2 separate regions of the Sus scrofa genome follow, and region 2 is linked to region 1. A link is a contact called in public HiChIP or PLAC-seq data. All regions are on one chromosome and are shown on one strand. Each heading gives the region's core, a stretch centred on a gene start, on an enhancer-like site or on the middle of the called end of the contact. The rest is flanking DNA. Distances are from core to core; before and after follow the strand shown. Region 1 has its middle 32 kb from the start of MGST1. Region 2 has its middle 130 kb from the start of SLC15A5.

Region 1 (5,773 bases), core at 3,260-5,759:
TCTCCAAGCATTGAGAAGAAGGGCATGGAGGTTCTGGTGCCCAAAGCATTGAACTTTAATGTAGCATTTAACTCAAGCCTAGGGAATCCCATATAAGTTCTGTAAACCATTCACCTGAAGGTTCTACTTTATAAATGCCCAAAAAAGGTGCGTTTTTTAATTTTTTGAGTTGCATAGTTGCATCACAATGACTCTTCTTGGAGGCAGATGATGAGAAGTGAGACAATTTGCCTTGAAAGTGTCTACAATCCATTTAGAAACAGCAGCACAAAAATCCTATGATCATCTCCCCCCTGCCAGCCTGAAATGTCAGCCCTGTGGGAAGCTGATAGGTGTTCCTGCTATCAGCAGAAGCAGCACCTCTACATTCAGATCTTTCAGAGTATTTTATTCACTATATATCCTATGTAAACTGTTGGATTTGACAAGGAGGGGTTGTCAAAGGCAGACTACTGGGAAGGGGCTGTGTTGGGTTGAATTTGGCACCAATCTCTCATACTTGACAGCTCAAGTACAAGATTGTGGATGAGCTATAGGACCTCTGAGCCTCTTCAGTCAGCAAGTGTGGGTCCTAAGTCACATTTAATTCAGAAAGCCCTGACAGCACCGCATAAAACGGGAGTCGTAAAATGGAGCGATCGGAGCTGTGTGCAAGAGTAGGCCGTTTAAGTTATCTCATCTTACTGGAGATTTGGAAAATAAGAACCAGGACAGTACAGACTGTGACACACCACGAGGAGATCTGTGTTAGCAATGTAAAGGAAATAACCCAAATTTGAAGGCTGGGTGATGTGATTTTTTTAATAGCTAAAGGCTAAGAGAGGCATCAGTGGGGGGTTAGAAGCTGCCTAAAATTCTTCATCTTTTACCTTAAGTTACATGTATCTATGTCTATATCTCTATATAAACAAAACCACCTAAAGTAAAGAGGAAAAGTAAAGGTTGGAAACAGTGTTATACAATGACTAGAACATTAGATTCGAGTACACCTATATCTGAGTCTTGGTTTTGACACTTTCTGGCTACCTGCGATAATGACCAAGGTATTTAAATTTCTTAAGCCCCATCTTTAATTCTGAAATGGCAAAATGAAAACTTCACCTACTGTGTGAATAATCTTTTGCCTCAATATCTCTTTAACAAATCATCCATGACTCAGAGGTTTTGCAAATGATTCTGCAGGGTTGGGCTGAAGTTGGCTGGGTTTGCCCATGTGTCTGCTGTGAACCACAGGTTGGCAAAGGAGGTTAGCTGGATCTGTGTTTGACTGTCTCATATACTTGGGAATTGGCTGGAGTGTGGCTGATTCCAAAAGATCTCAACTAGGATTACTGGGGCAACTCGGTTCTGTTCCATGTGTCTTATCCCGTAGGATGAGGATCAGCAAACTAAGGCTCATTGGCCAAATCCAGCTCATGTGTTGTTTCTAGAAATAATGCTTTATTGGGACACAATTGTGTTCATTCATTTTCATATTTTCTATGGCTGCTTCCATGTCACAATGACCACGGCGAGTATTTGAATAGTTGCAATAGTGACCACATGGCCTACAAAGCCAAGAAGATTTGCTATCTGGTCTTTTACAGAAAAAGTATGCTGACTCTTTCTCCAGTAGGCTAGCCTAGATGTGTCATCATGGCCATAGGAAAGAGCAATAGACGAAGTAGAAATGTATAAGCATCTTTTCAAGATTCTGCACATATCACATTGGCTAACATGCTACTGGCCAAAGGGAGTCATATGTATGACTGCAGAATTCAAGTGCTAGGATATGGATTCAACCTTATTAGTAAGAAGAATTGCAAAGTCATGTGGCGCAGGGGCCTGGATGCCCTAAGAGAGGAAGCATTTAGGCTATTTTTGCAACCAATCTCCCACGCCTGCCCACTTTATGATATTGTTATAAGGTTCAATTCAGACACATATGAAGCATCTTATAAATTCTAAGACATTATGAAATGAAAACAGCATTCATTCCGACATGTCATAATTTTATCAGATTAGTGGTAATCTGTTATATACTCAGTATGATGGGAATAGTTATAACTACATAAAAAAGGCCATACTGGGTATGTGAACTTGGCCTTCTCCCTCTCATTTGCAGTGTGCTGCTTTAGGGAGACAGATGGGACAAGGAACAAATATTTGGATAGCCTTATCGCCTCTCTAATCAAGTTGATTCCCAAATTGTGCCCAGTCTGTTCTCTTGAAATTTTCATCTGCGCCCTGCTCCCAACCAAGTGTTTCACCAAAATTAATCAAGTTCTGATTATTACTGTATTGAAGGTAGAGCAGACAGTATGACTGGAAAATTTTTGTGTTAGTATTTGCCAAAATAATTGCATATTATCTTTCTATGGGTTGAATTAGTCATGAAAATAAGAGCTGTGCTAAATCCTTGTCTGATCCACTGCATCTATAATTTGATAGCTAATGGAGTGCACTTTACTTTTTCTTTACAACTCATCTTTCATGACAATAGAAGGTCGAGAACCAAGAATTGGCCCTAAGGATAGCTTTCCACTAACTCAAACACACAGGCAATTCACCTCCTCTTCACATTTCAAATTAAAAAGTTAAATTAGAAAAATATTTGAAATATTCTCGGACTCCAAAAATTTTATTTGTTTTGGAGGCAGGTGTTGTAGGCTCCTCCTTTTTCTGGTGATAAAATATGAAGAGCAAGATGTGGAAATAATTACAGTAGAAAACTTGTAGCCTCTATTGAAGAAATCAAAGTTAAATGTGCATGTTAAGTAGCATTTTGTGATTTCATGTCTGAGGATAATAATCTTTAATTTTCTCTGAATCACCAATGTAATGCCATCAAAACCAAATGATCATTTGTTAATTTTCAGAAATAAACAAATGCATTGAGTTATCCCCACTCTAAGATTTCCTTCTATGAAATTTTCTTTTGACATTGAGCATGCTATCACTTCAGAAGATCAGTCACTAGCAGCAGCAATTGTGCAACAAGCAAATAGGATGCCCAGAGCAAGTAAAATAGGGTTTCTTGGTCTTTTTCATCCTGAGTACCCAGAATCTTGAGTCTCAGAGTTAGTTATATTCTACTTAGTCCATATGTCTACACTTAAGATAGATATCTTGTGTATTTAACTTATTGTTTCATGAAAGAACTATTTACTGTGGGCCTCCTATGTGCCAGGTTATACTTCAATGAGTAGACAAATGGGGACTTTGCCTTCCAATGGGGATTCCTCCTTTTTTTTCTCTCTCTCTCTTTTTTTTAGGGCCGTACCTGCGGCATATGGAAGTACCCAGGCTAGGGGTTGAATCAGAGCTGCACCTGCTGGCCTATGCCACAGCCACAGCAATGCAGGATCTGAACTGTGTCTGTAGCCTACACCACAGCTCAGGGCAACACTGGATCCTTAACCCACTGGGCAAGTCCAGGGATCGAACACACATCTTCATGGATACTAGTCATGTTCTTAACCCACTGAGCTGCAAAGGGAACTTCCCCAAAGGGGATTCTTTAGTTTAGCAGTTGTAAAGAAAGCAAAAGGAATTGTTGAACTGGTTGAACCTATACTATCATGAGAATTTTCTATGTCAGTGGCCAGTCCACTACTGCCTGTGGGCCAAATTTGGCCTCCTACTTGTTTTAGTTTGGCCTACGAGCTAAAAAATGTTTTCTTTCTAATGGACATTTGCAATAAATTTGATGTCTTAACTCCATTTAAGCAAAACACTATGCTTTGAATAAAATTCCATTCTTCTCACTAGTATACCTGAATTACAAAAACAAAATTGTTCTCCATTATTATTTTTTGAATTTCATCAATAAAAAAATGTGGAGGAATTCCTGTTGTGGCTTAGCAGGTTAGAAACCCAACATAGTGTCTGTGAGGATGCAGGTTCGATCCGTGTATTCGATCCCTGGCTTCACTCAGTGGCTTAAGAATCCAGAGTTGCCACAAGCTGCAGCATAGGTTGCAGATGACACTGGGATCTCATGTCGCTTTGGCTGTGGCATAGGCTCTAAGCCTGGAAACTTCCATATCCACATGCGTGGCCTTAAAAAAAAAATTAAAAAATTAAAAACGTGGAAATTTGTTTTCTCATTTGCTGTATAGGTTCCCACATAACATACCTAATTTTGCCTCTTAGCTCACAAAGTCCGATATTTACTGTCTGGCTTTTTACAGAAAAAGTTTGCCAAAGCTTGATCTCTACAATTGAATACAAAGAACATGAATGAATACAGAAATATTTCTAGTTCTTTTTCACTAAATAACTGGTGCCAGAATTTAATCAAAGTGACTGAGAAAACAACTTTATTTCAACATGGATTCTCTTATATTTAAATTATTGTCTATTTTTTGTTCTAAAATATTATGTCTTATGTGGTATGGTATATGCTAGAATATGTGATAATCTTTTAAGCATTTGCTCAATTGTTAAATGATTGAGATATTAGGGGGTTTTTGTTCATTTTTGTTTCATTTTTGCTACGCCCACAGCATATGGAACTTCCTGGGCCAGGGATCAAACTTGCACAACAGCAGTGACCAGAGCCACTGCAGTGACAACACCAGATCCTTAACCCATTGTGCCACAGGAGAACTCCCAAGATATTGTTAATTTGACCTCTATGAAAACACACTTCTTACCAGCATGTTTTGAATCTGTGTGTCTTCTCCCTGGTAGCTGAATTTTCTCCCTCAGATCAGTCCTCTTGATCTTACTGTAATAGATATTGAAGTTTGAAAGCTCTTTTGGCTGGAAAAAGTCTCTTTTTGCTTCGAGTAGACATATAGAAATCATGACACTTCCAATGTAATGCTATTACATCACTCACTTCTCAGAAATGGTAGTTAAAACCGTTAATGTTTAATCACTTCATAGCAAATGCCAAGAAGTTTACACTAACAAGGAGCCAAATGAGACTGAATGGAAAACTCAGAAACATCCGATGAGATCTAATTTAACATCTTTGTTTTTTCCTGGAATATTTATGCTCATGGTAGTGATTTTATATCGCATATATATGATAGAGTCACAGCTATTGCTTTAGAATTGCTCTTAGTTTCTTTGATGGATTTAAATTTATTACCTTTTATGGAGAAATAGTATACTGTTCCACTAGGAAAATTGTGACTTCTCATTGCTCTGCCTCGCAAATGAATTTTAATTTTACTAATTCAAAAATCTCCCCAAACCCTTTACCAGAACAAAAACCAATAACCATTATGTTTAGAATTCTGAATTAGCATTTTAAAATATATTTCAAAAGATGAAATAGAAAAACTACCTAGATTTCCATTTTTAGGAGTCTATTCCAAAGGTATACCAGTCAAAAATATAAAGGTACTTGTGAACAAAGCTGTTAATTGAAGCTCCATTTGCAGTAGCAAAATATTGCAAATAATTCAAATACTCACCAAAATGGAATGGTTGAATAAACTGTGATGTATTTGCACAATGGATTATTTTGCAGGTATAAAAAAGAATGAGAAAAATTTCTAAGTTACTATGAAATATCTCCAGGATATAAGAAGGTGTGTGTGTGTGTGTGTGATTATATTTTTAAAATTCATTAAAAGACAACCATAAAATTTAAAAGCACAGTTAACTATATGGGAAGGTAGCAATAGACTGGAAAATCATTCTTTTTTGTCTCTTTAGATAGCTTATTTCAAGATGCAACTTTGGAAATATAAACATTTTACATAATAAAAAAGAAAATTAAACACAAAATGCAATTCCTAAATATTGAAATTAAAAAAAAAAAACCTCAAAGTATCCT
Region 2 (5,431 bases), core at 1,449-3,948, 220 kb before region 1:
ATAGGATCTTATTTAAGAGAAAAAATAAATAATAATAATAATAGTTATTTTTCACCATAGGACCATAAATGAGGCTGAAATGAATGAACCCACAGTGTCAAGGACACTGCTGATGGCACTATCTCATGTTTAGTTTGGAGCTGTTTATTGACATTAGCAAACCCCAGACCTATTTGGGGCAATACATGCTGTGGTCTTAATTCTTTCATCTTCTTCTTCTTCTTCTTCTTCTTTTTTTATACCTAGTCATCCAGAACTCTCAGGGATATGCTGCCTCTCTCTTTTTTCTTTTTTGGTCACAACCATGGCATACGGAAATTCCCAGGCGGGGAGTTGAATCCAGGCTAGAGCTGTGACCTATGCCATGGTTTCAGCAATGCCAGATCCTTAGCCTACTACTTCATGCCAAGGATCAAACTGGCGCCTCCACAGAGACAAGCTGGATCATTAACCCACTGCACCACAGTAGGAACACCAATGCTGCCTCTTTTTAATCTACCTGTGCAATATCAAATTAAGAGTCAGTTACACCACCATCCAGTAGAGGAGGGCTTTTAAGGGAGAACTGGAGCATGACATACAAGGTTTCTAATCACTGTACCTAATTGCAAAGAGGAGTGGAGAATTTTTCCTGAGTATCTGAACTATACAATCAAGTACAGATAATCAGCTATGAATTCCCCATTGTTTTAGCAGTGTGTTCTCTGAGGCTACCACACTTTCCCCAGGAGGACATAGATGACTGTGATAAATCCAATGTGTATGAACAAAAGAGCATATGACACAGTGGGAAAGAAAGGAGATAACACTCTAAGAAAGTAGCTGTAAGAATTCCTAAGTCAGGAAGAAGTGGGAGAAATTTGAGAGACTAAATGGAGTAGAATGAAATAAAAAGAAAGCCCAAATAAACACAGAATGGTGGCAGGCACAGGTGGAGGAACAGGACTAAAAAGCAGGTACAGGGATCACATCTCTAACCAACTGGGGCAATTTCCAACCTGAACTTCATTAGAAGCTTCTTCATTCCATGGGGACAAATTCTGCTTCTACATATAATTAACCCCACATTGGTTGATTGCTGGACTAGCAAGGTATACTCAGAGTAGTATTCCTTACTGTGTGGGAGTAAAGATTCTAGAAGGAAGGCAGTTTGTTGGGAGTTAATGTGGAAAGTGAAAAGTGTTCTTGCTCTTCTAAGGTCAGGGAATTCATTCATTTTTCTTTACTTTCACACTTCTTTGGCATTTCCTAGGTCTTGGGGCAAAAACACTTTTTCACAGTTCTGAACTGGACCAGCAACCTTGTTCTTTCATGGTACTTACTCTTTGGCTAAAGAGAAAGACAAGAAACACACAAGTAATCAAGGCAGTAGCAGGTAATAGCATCCACTATGAAGAAACTATAGCAGCATGGTGGAATAGAGTATCCATTTTCTTGCATGCAGTGAATTGTTAGACATTTTCATCTTTCCTCCCTTCTCTCTTGCTATCCCTTTTCTTCCTCCTTTTTTATCCTTCACACATTTTGTTAAGCCTGTATTATGTGTCAGCATATCTGTTTCATATTTTTATACTCCCCAACCCTCACCCAAGATAAAAGTATAGTGTTTTGCACCTAGTATACACTCTGAAAGTTGCTGGAAATATTTGGTTGTTCACAAACTTAGATTCTAGTAAATGAAGAACGTAAGATATCAAAGGCAGGAAAGACAAAAATTAAGCATAATTAACACAGAAACAGGATAAAATTAGATGACAGTGAGCCTTATTGGCACAAATAATGACTCTATCAATATGGCATTTGAAATAGCAGGACGGCATCATTTATCTCACTTTTGTGTCTCATCTGTCTTATGAATTCGGAGAAGACAAGGCATTTTGCCAAATTTAGAAGCAAATCAAATTTTACGTATTAAGAGTTTCTACAGAAACTTGTGTATGTCTGTATTTGAACTCTGATTGCTGGCAAGATAAAAATTTCCTAGTTAAAAGAAAATCAGTTCTTCAGACAATGAGGGAGGGAGAAGAGAGAGTCAGAGAAAGGGAAAAGAGAAACCCAATGTGTGGAGTTAATTGTGAAGAATTAGAATCAGATGGTCTGATGTCTTAAGAGGTAGAAGGGAAAACAAAGGGAAAACAGCGGCAATGGGCAGAATGCAATTTGGAGGTCACTGCCTTTGATCACAGAGCCCTTGTCTGTTGGGTGACTAACAACTTTAGGCTGATTTCCCCTGGTAAAGAAGCTTTGGGTGACATAAGCCATACATTTTTCCTCTTAATTTTCCTGTAATAGCGAATTATCTTTTTCAAGCAGTGTGGAAATGGAGGAAGGCACATGAATGCAGGTGCTAGCCCTCTCTTCCCACCTCATATGTAAATATTATAATAGGATTTACCTGACTTAAGCAGTACCCAGAATTCATTTTGATTCCTACCCCTGTTCACAAAGGCTCTATAGGCTTGTAGAAAAGATCAGCATTAAGCAGAAAAAACCCCTCTAACACTTTTAGGAAGTGTGGATTTACCATAACATACAAACCAATCTGAAATCCATGTAAGAAAGTTATGGGGTCTTAGGGTAGCAGATCCATAATTGACGTAGGCAGATGTTGCAATCGGTATTATCTTGCATTTCAACACTTTTGCGTAAGTTCCCTCAACCTTAGGCATGTAGACATGTATTCATGGAAGAACCCACATGACTCTTTATTTTTAGGAAGTTACATAAAATATTTATGTCTCTTTGTTCTCCTAAGCAATTACTTTTCCTAAGGAAAAAATAAATATGAAATGTGATTACATGTTGACCTTGGAACAAATAACTGGCAATTAACTCATTCACGTCCAGATGTCTTCGTTCTCAGTTACAGTTGGGATGTATTGTAAACTATTACTTTTGAACCTTTCAGAGTGGAAATCCACCATATCAATGGTGGCAGGCAAGTCAAAACACAATGTAGATTTCGTATCAATCAGAATGTCAAATGATCTCATTAGAGTTTCAGGTCTATATGTGGGTGCATTTCAAATACTCTGCTTTTCCTGCATGAAAGTTTAGCAAAGATTAAGTCATTTACCAGCGACAGTTGGCAGAGGCAGCTGAGTGGAAGCTTTGATGAAATGTGTCAATCATTTTCCAGCAACTCTGCCTTTGACAGTCGGCTATCAGGAGTAACCGCTGTCACTGAGCTACCGTCGATGTGGCTGGAATTCTTTTGACAGAATATTCCTTCTCTACATTTTTGCCTTTAACTTGTTTATGAGCCCTTTACTTCTATTATTGTTTTTACCACTAAAGTTAACTTTCTGAACATCATAGCTTAGCATTCTTTCTTGAAAAAAAGAATTGGGGGCAGTAATGAATTGAAGGGATGAGCTTTAGAATTTGCATGAAGGAAAAAAAAAGTTTGTATGAAGAAACAGTACCTAAGTAGTACATAATTAAACAGTGAAATATCATCTGCTATCCTATTATTTGTGATATTTCGTTCCCAATTTTACTTAAAATTAACTACCTAGTCTTATTTAGCTAAAGTCTGAGAGTCAAATAATGTTTCTGGTCTTGTCCCTCTCATAGGTCTGAAGCTAATCCAGTGTCCGGTGGTGATGGTCCACAGCATAAACTCTTTTAATATCTGCCTGTGACATATTTATGTAAAGCAGATAAATCTTGGCCTTCCAAGGGTCTCTGTAGCAAATCACTCTAGGAACTCTTCCAACTATTTCAGATATCTACTGAGCTTCCAAAATACTGCTACTCCTCTTTCTCTGAGGAATTGGTAGTGATCAGAGTCCATCAAAACCTGCAGTCTCTGAACATGTGTACACAAATATCACATAAAATGATAAGCAAATTTAACACAGAAAAAAAATGAATTGGAAGCAAGGACCATCTGTTATTAAAGCAGCGATTTTACCCAATCTTTAAATGTTTTTCTTAAACGAAAAGAAGCTACTTTAGGTTCATCTTATATAAAAAATCAGCACCAGATCCGTGATTTCTATTTGAATGTGCCTCATGGAATTCTTAGCCATACCACACTATTTTTAGTTAATAATTCTGTAACTTAGTAGAGTGGCCTTTTTAATGAAATGTATCAGCCTGGGCATTATTACCATAAGCTGGGAGCAGAGGACCTTCATTTTCAAAACTATCCTCCCAAATTAGCTTACGTGTGTTTTAAAAATTGAACATTCATTTTAGGATTTTCCATGTTTATTTAGTAGGTTTGTGAGAAGGCGAATATTAAGGAAACTGAACCCAACAGTAGAAGTGTTGTTAAATATTTTCTAAATATAAAAGGATTTTATTTGGGGTTAATTTTGAAAGGAGAATATTTTACTTTACAAAATGACAGTTGTATTTTGAGTTCCTGAAAACTTTTAGTAGGTGAATTATCAAGTGGTGTTGATTTGAGGGGGAAAAAGACATGTCAACAGATAATTACAATAAAATGTGATAAGTGCTATTACAAGGATTTGAGCCAAGTCTTCTGAGAGGGCTCCTCCCCTTCCATATGGGAATTTTGGCAGTGACAGAATCAGGGTGTGGGTGAATTTGCTGAAGTGATTGCAGTCAGGTCAGAGGATTAAAGAACTCTTGAAGTAGGGACTTAAAACAGCCTTTCTCCTGATGGTATATTGAATGTGAAGGAAATAATGTTAAATAGGATAAAAAAGGCATTATTAAAATTATCTAAGAACTTACTCTGGCATTCTAATTGAAATTAAAATTCCACCTAAAATTGAATGCAGTGATAATGCTTAAAGTTTATGTAGAGCTTTGTGCTTTACAGAGTAATTTCTCATTGTGTTAAATTTGCTTAAAAAGTAATTTAATTTTTAATATATTCATTCTATACCATTCTTCAGTAAATATGCTCTGTGCCAGCCACTGTGTCAGGAGGTGATTATTTAAGGACTAAGACACTGGTCCTGTGTTTACAGGATTGTATTCTTGCTAGACTGTGAACATCTCTGAGGGCTAAGGTATTCTTAGCATATAGGTACTCTCTAAATGTTTACCAAATGAATAAACCCATGCATGTTTTGATCAAGGTGGCATATACGAGATTCTTTAGCCAAATAGAAGTTTGGAAATAGTAAACTCATAGAAGACCTGATTTTTTTTTTATTTTTTTATTTTTATTTTTTAGCTTGTATGTGCTAGTATGAAACTGGAAAATTCACTTAACCTTCTTCAGGTTCAATTTCCTCACTGTGGGATAAAATAATCTCTCTTTTATAAAGTTTTCCATGAGGATGGATGTGAAAGTGCTTTCTAATCTAAAGGGCTATTTAGATATTAATCATCACTACAAATAAGATTTCAATATTCTACATTACAGAGCAACATTGAAAGGGAAGTGGTTCTATCAGATGTAAAGCAATGTAGCCTTTCCAGAATGGATAAATCAAGAGTGCTAGTCACA

Evidence for each region. HiChIP or PLAC-seq counts read pairs in DNA pulled down with a chosen protein or histone mark.
Region 2: a contact with region 1 is called in an H3K27ac HiChIP or PLAC-seq map of alveolar macrophages. The contact joins two enhancer-like sites. A contact is called at or near these places in 7 of 47 Hi-C or Micro-C datasets (embryonic fibroblasts, liver, mesenteric adipose tissue and 4 more) and 1 of 2 datasets of contacts at active chromatin or transcription factors (alveolar macrophages).

The regions. Positions count from the first base shown.
Region 1 is chr5:56,249,192-56,254,964 of Sscrofa11.1, reverse strand. No RefSeq gene overlaps it. Among named protein-coding and RNA genes, the nearest start is that of MGST1, 32 kb to the left of the region's middle. Within about 2 kb of position 4,509, at least 1 of the 83 cell types and tissues checked has an H3K27ac peak or open chromatin away from gene starts, as enhancers often do. A contact at or near this core is called in alveolar macrophages, where this site is marked.
Region 2 is chr5:56,471,523-56,476,953 of Sscrofa11.1, reverse strand. No RefSeq gene overlaps it. Among named protein-coding and RNA genes, the nearest start is that of SLC15A5, 130 kb to the right of the region's middle. Within about 2 kb of position 2,698, at least 1 of the 83 cell types and tissues checked has an H3K27ac peak or open chromatin away from gene starts, as enhancers often do. A contact at or near this core is called in alveolar macrophages, where this site is marked.